Linked DNA regions of Mus musculus: region 2 is linked to region 1. The links are chromatin contacts, called in public Hi-C maps. All regions are on one chromosome and are shown on one strand. Each heading gives the region's core, a stretch centred on a gene start, on an enhancer-like site or on the middle of the called end of the contact. The rest is flanking DNA. Distances are from core to core; before and after follow the strand shown.

What was found. Hi-C and Micro-C count contacts between places; a contact is called where the count stands out from the background.
Region 2: a Hi-C map of bone marrow-derived macrophages shows a contact between it and region 1, with 31 read pairs. The contact joins the promoter of Fam178b here to the enhancer-like site in region 1. A contact is called at or near these places in 1 of 39 promoter capture datasets (neural stem cells), 2 of 484 Hi-C or Micro-C datasets (bone marrow-derived macrophages and uterus), 8 of 115 datasets of contacts at active chromatin or transcription factors (the SCID.adh cell line, craniofacial prominence, embryonic stem cells and 3 more) and 3 of 9 other capture datasets (adipose tissue, liver and pancreatic islet).

What each region holds. Positions count from the first base shown.
Region 1 is chr1:36,579,501-36,582,336 of GRCm38.p6, forward strand. All of the region lies in intron 12 of Fam178b (family with sequence similarity 178, member B), which reads right to left. Among named protein-coding and RNA genes, the nearest start is that of Sema4c, 23 kb to the left of the region's middle. Within about 2 kb of position 1,386, at least 205 of the 459 cell types and tissues checked have an H3K27ac peak or open chromatin away from gene starts, as enhancers often do. A contact at or near this core is called in the SCID.adh cell line, adipose tissue, bone marrow-derived macrophages and 8 more, where this site is marked.
Region 2 is chr1:36,681,390-36,684,477 of GRCm38.p6, forward strand. It overlaps Fam178b (family with sequence similarity 178, member B), which reads right to left and starts at 1,758. Exons shown (of 16, transcript NM_001372417.1): 1 at 1,479-1,758.

The sequences.
Region 1 (2,836 bases), core at 136-2,635:
TAGCACATTTTATTTTTATTTATAGATAGGGACCTGCCTGCCATGGTTCCTGGCTGGCCTGGTACTTCCTACGTACACTAGGCTGGCCTCAAATGTCCAGCCATCTTTCCACCTCAGCCTTCTGAGTGCCAGGGATGTGTGCCTGGCCCAGCTCTCTGTTTCATTTCCTAAAACACTGTACTATTTTCTTGTCTAACAAAATGACCAATAATTCACTCTCATCCATCATCTATATTCTCAGTCTTGGAAACACCCTCTCAGTTGGTCTGTTTAGATGGAGACTCCCCATAATGTCTACATGGGGATATGGTCATGTGTGAATCTATCAAGCACCCCACCTCCTGCTTAGCTTTGAAGACACAGCCCAACCCCTTCTAGTGAACCAGCAGCTAGCCCCTCCCTCTAGTCACCCCAAACATGGGTTTGGGAAGTCTAGACAGGGTCCCAACAAGGGCTGCCCAGATGCTGGGCCACGGCTGGGTAGAGGCAGGCAGGCCCCAGTCCTCATCCCTCTAAGGCATCCATGTGCAACCCATGGACTGGGGGAGGGGGAGGATGCGGATGAAGGAGCAACAACAGGGTAGCAAGAGGACAGACTGCTTAGATCCAGCAGGTGCAGTGTGGCTACAGGCCAGAGAGCTGAGCCCCCAGCCCAACTCCTGGCTTGCCCAGCCGGGTGGGGTGGCACAGCGCACCTGGCTTCCTCCTGTGACTCACCGCCAGCACCTGCTCTGCACTGCAGCTGCCCTCCAACCTTGGAAGCCCCGGAGAACAGCTGGGCAGGGAGGAGGCAGGTGAGGGGCTAGGAGTCAGGCTGGCTTTGGCTCCTGGAAGGAGGCCAGGCCTTCTCTGCAAAGCAGAAAGGAGGCAGCAAAAAAAGAGGGGAAGGTCTAGGCAGATATAGCTTCCATCTGAAGCTGCACTGGAAGCAGCATTGCCTTGCGCCCGCCTTCTAAGTCTGGGGATAATTTTCAAAACAGCCCTGGTCTTTAGCACGCTGGAGGCTCACAGCTGTGCAAGCACAGAGCTGCCCCGCCCTGCTTCCAAATCCACACCCCCAGAGTGACTGAAGGCCTGCTTTATCAGAGCTAGGACCCTCCCTGCTCTAGGCAGTTGGGGGCAGGGCTGGCACGGAGAGCAGGCCGAGCACTTGCTCAGGGTTGTGTTTTTCTTCTCGCTCCAGGAAAGCAGCTTGGTGGTGCTTCGGTGCACTCTTGCAATCTGGTCTCAGATTCGCTTTTGTTTCCCGAATCGCTCCGCCCCCACGTACCACCCTCTCTCAGGGATTAGGGATTTTCTGGTCCCTAAAAGTCCTGTAGAGGGAGGGTCAGGACCAGACCAACCTTGTCTCCACCCCACCCCCACCGCCACTGTAGAGTGCCGACTCAGCAAACGCTCAGCCCATTAGGGCAGACACCTCAGGCAGGGGAAGCCGTGAACATCTCCCAGGACAGGCCTCCACTGGCCTTCCTCCTGGCAGGAAGAGGCAGAAGAGATCCTGGCAAAGCAATTGTCTACAACAGCATGTGGCTCTTGCTCTCAAATCCTGGCAGTAGCTCCAATTTGCACAGGAGAGGTGGCTGTGAGGCACTAGGAGGTCCAAAGTGACCTGCTGTTACTCTCTGGAGCCTGAGCCCTTATCTGGCTTCAGTGCAGATACTGACAGTGCAGGACTGCCCCCTCCTTGGTCCTAGTCCACTGTCACATCTAACCCACAGCCTACACCACCTGCGCTTATGCCCCTGCTGTCCCCTGTCCTGCAGTTTTGTTGTTGTTGTTGTTTTTTTTTTTTTTCTATAGCACCACTTACTCTCCACCAGGCATAGAATTCATGTGCTTAGTGTCTTATCAGGCCCTCCCTGGCTATGAGGTCAGGACTGTCAGCATTGGCTTCTCCTGCAGTGTCCACGGGGCCAAGCACCATGCCTGGCACATGGCCGATGCTTATTAAGTATTCATTAGACAAGTGAATGGCTAAATAGCAGGTTAGGACATTAATTAACCGTTTCCTAGGAGATTCAAACTTTTGTATCCCATTCAAAGCCCTTGTTTTCCAAATTTCAAGACATGGTTTGGGGCTGGATGTGGTGGCACGTGCCTCTAATTCCAGCACTTGGAAGACAGAAGGAGGGCGGGCAGACCTTTGAGTTTGAGGTCTACACAGCAAGTTCCAGGACAGCTAGGATTACATAGAGAAACTCTATCTCAAAATTAAAACAAAACAAAACAAAACATTTGACCAAAGTAGTTTGTTGCCAGCCATGGTGGCACGCACTTATGAAGCAGATGCAGGAGGATCTCAAATTCAAGAGCAAATGGCTTCATAGCAAGTCTCCAAACACGACAGCTCAGAGGGTAGAGGTGCTTGCTGCCAAGCCTGAGTAACTTGAGTTCGATCCCTGCATGCAGCACGTGGAAGGAGACCAGCGTGGCCTCCTGCATGCTGTCCTCTGACCTCCATGCACACACAATACTTATTTTAACAAATGGTTTGCCTTGTTTCTGTGTTGCAAGAGGCTGGTATAAGAAACAAACTCCTGGTTTCCTCCCAAACCTGTTCCACCTGCACTGTGCCCGGCTGGGCTGGGGAGAACCTGTCTCTAGTCTGGGGGACTCCCACCTACCTCCCCTAGCCCTGCTGGCTGCCCTTAGGAAGTGCCTTGGCATCTGGGCACTACTCTGCTGCTATCCCTGAGGCCAGCTGCCCATAGAATGATAGGCTCCCCCTCCCGACAGTGTGGTCTTCACACAGCAGCGAGCCAGTTCAGTTGTGAAGCTGCTGACAATCAGTAGTTGTCCTCTCTCCTTGGGCTCTGGCTGTCACTCCCCATCTGAG
Region 2 (3,088 bases), core at 508-3,007, 100 kb after region 1:
CACACACACACACACACACACACACACACGGTGGCATGGGAGGGAAAGATCATGTCCAGGTGAGCTCCGAGTACTAATAACTCATAAAGTAGCTGCAGCAGCAGAAGTCTGAGACCCAAGGACTGGGACTGCTGCTTGCTGGGCAGCTAAGTTTGGCTGCTTTAAATACCTTTCACTCCAAGGCATTTCTCTATCCACAAAAGAACATGTACACACACACACATTATACATGCCTATTTTCAGAACCTATCCTTTGGCTCACATTTCTTGACTACATAAACATTTCCAAAGAAGTCAGTCCAAGGATCTTGGAATCCAGTCTGATAGCAGCTCACTCTTTCTCCCTGAGTCTCCAAATCAGAAACCTAAAATCACTCAATCAACAACGCAGCTGACAGAGATGCTAATGATTTCAAGGACACCGGTGACTTTCAAGCTGCTAAGACAAGATGACAAAGGGAAGGCAATTATGGGACCCAAGTTCAGCGCTGTCTCCATGTGAATAAACACACATCTTAGAATCAGAAAGAGGAGTTGTTAGGTGTCCAGGCTAGAACACAGGAGATGAAGGTCTAACAGAGAGGCCTCAGGTCCCCTGGTTAGTGTGCACCATGGCCAGCAGGAGGGCCAACATGGCCAGCAGGAGGGCCACCATGCTCTCCCGAGTTAGTGCTTTTCCCAAATCACACATAGCCAAGACTCTCTCCACTCTCCATCTCGGTCTCATGGTGTGCTTTCAACACGTGACCTCCCACCTTTCTATCTTTCTTTTTTCTTGGCTTTATGGAAACGAAAATAAGAACAGATCCTTGGAAAATAAGAATATACTATTTTCTATACTAAATATAGAAACTCCAAAGCGCTTTGAGCATCAATGTCCAAACAGTCATGATGAACGTGGAAAATTATAGCTGCCTCGAGTTCCCTAATACTGCTGCAGCAATATGCTTTGCTCCCAGGAGCATGCTCTATGTCTTCTTTTAAACAAATATTTATTGGCTAGGGATGCTAGCGAGGGCAGTGGCAGGGAGGCCCCAGCTCACAAGCTGAAAGACTTGAAGATCGGAGTGTCATTCTCTAAGAAAAATTAAGCAGACCCCAGCGTTGTAAAACTCTTACATCTATCAAACTAAGCATAAGCCGGGTCTGAGAACAGCCGATGGTTCCGGAAAGACAACAACTCATTTTTATGCCCCGGGAAACATTAAGAAACAAAACAGGACAGGCCACACCACCCCAAAAAGAAACCATCACGCCAGGCCTTGGCGTACAGCATGCTCGGCAGAACAGGGCTGTGGGATTCTGTTCATGTGGGCTGACCTGACAACATGGAGGGGTGGGTGGGGCTTGGCCTACCAGTGAGGGCTAACCCTGAGCCAGATGCAGGAAAACAGAAGGATGCAGGCAACCGCGCTAACATGGCCTCCCAGGCCCGGATCACTCACGGGTGAGGAAATTGTGGTCCCGGAGGAACTTACCGGTAAAAGGCAGCTTTTGGTCCTACCCCGCGGGCTGTGATGGAGGCCTACTCATGGGAGCCCTGGACTCAAGAACCTGAAGAGCAGCCACAGGAAGCCGTGGCACGGGAAGGAACCTCCGAGGCAGCCTCAGAAGATGGGGCACAAGAAGCTGGAGCAGGAGACCACGGTGGTGGGGGGCCAGGTCAGCAGGGACAGTCGAGAGGAGGGACCTTCTCGGGGGCCCAACCGAGCCTGCCAGGCCTAGCGCACTCACCGTTAGGGCAGGCTGTGACCTCTCACGTGCTCCTCCCCACCCCGTCACGTGGCAACCCCCTACGCGCCCTCGGGTCGCGTGGCAACCCCTCCACGTGCGCGCGCCCGGATCACCCCGCGCCACTCAGCTTCTGAATTTCAGCCAGCCTTGGGTTTTCCAGATGCGGATGCGGAGGGCTTGCTTGTGGCCCAAGATCAAAGGGAAGGCAAGGAGATTTGAACTCGGGATGCGCAGTTTAACGTTCAGCGGTCTAACGACGGGACTTTTCCAAAGTCGAGGCGCCGCAGTTAGTGGTGCATAGCTCTACGCCTTTCGCTGTTGAATGTTGGCCACGAGCTGCTTTGAGAACCTGTTCTGGGCGTTCTTCTGTGTGAGTATGCAAGCGTGAAGGAGAGGCAGCTTAAGGGATGTCAACCCTGCGGATTGACAGCCAACACTGGTTGAGCCCTGGCCCAATAACTAACATTGAGAGAGGCCACTTATATGCGTCATTTTGATTTAGCCTCAGCCAGACCTGTCTTCCATGAAAATCTGTGCCCTACACACTTGAGGAACCAGTACTTAATTAGGCATTACTTGTAGCTAATTAATGATCTGTTGGCCCTGTTCTCCAGGCAAGAGGGCAGTAGAGCTGAATTTTGCCAGCCCGACTCTGGAATTTTAGCAAATTCTGTCTCTGGAGGGAGCCCTTCTTTGGTGACCAGGATGGTATGGGCAGGATCACAGCTGTCCTAGTATGCTGGAGGAGTCTTCCTCTTTTCTTTTAATGGTCTAGTCAATTCATCCGACTTCCAGTTGCAACAAGCATTTTTACTTTTAATTTCATTAATTGTTTTTGAGACAGGTAGTCACTGTGTACCACAGGCTGACCTCAAACTCCAATTAAAATATCTGATTCTCCTGCCTCAGCCTTATGAAGAGCTGGGTTTACTCAAGGAATCAGCCCGGTCCTCTCTGAACTCCTTACTGTTCTTTGGAAAGCGCAGGCCATCTTAAATGTTTGGGCGGGTTTCTATTAAAGAGCACCATTTGAAAGTTTAATAGAAAGGCACGGAGCCAAGCCCAACCAAATGAGAACACAAAGGATAACTCAGTGGATAAACTGTTTCCAGAAACGGAACCGCGCGTTAGCTGTCTGCAGCCCGCTAGAGGGTGCTGGTAACCTGACCAGTTTCCAGATAAGAAACAGGCTCTAGGGCCACCTGCTGGGCCCAGAGCTACTGTATAGGCTTCTGAGAGCCCAGCTTGACCCTGGGGCTGTTTCTACTGGCCCGTCTTTCCCCGTAAGGGATTCCATTCTGTTTAGGGACTCCCCGTGTTTTGTGTCTTTAGGACATTTGAATTCATCCAAGGG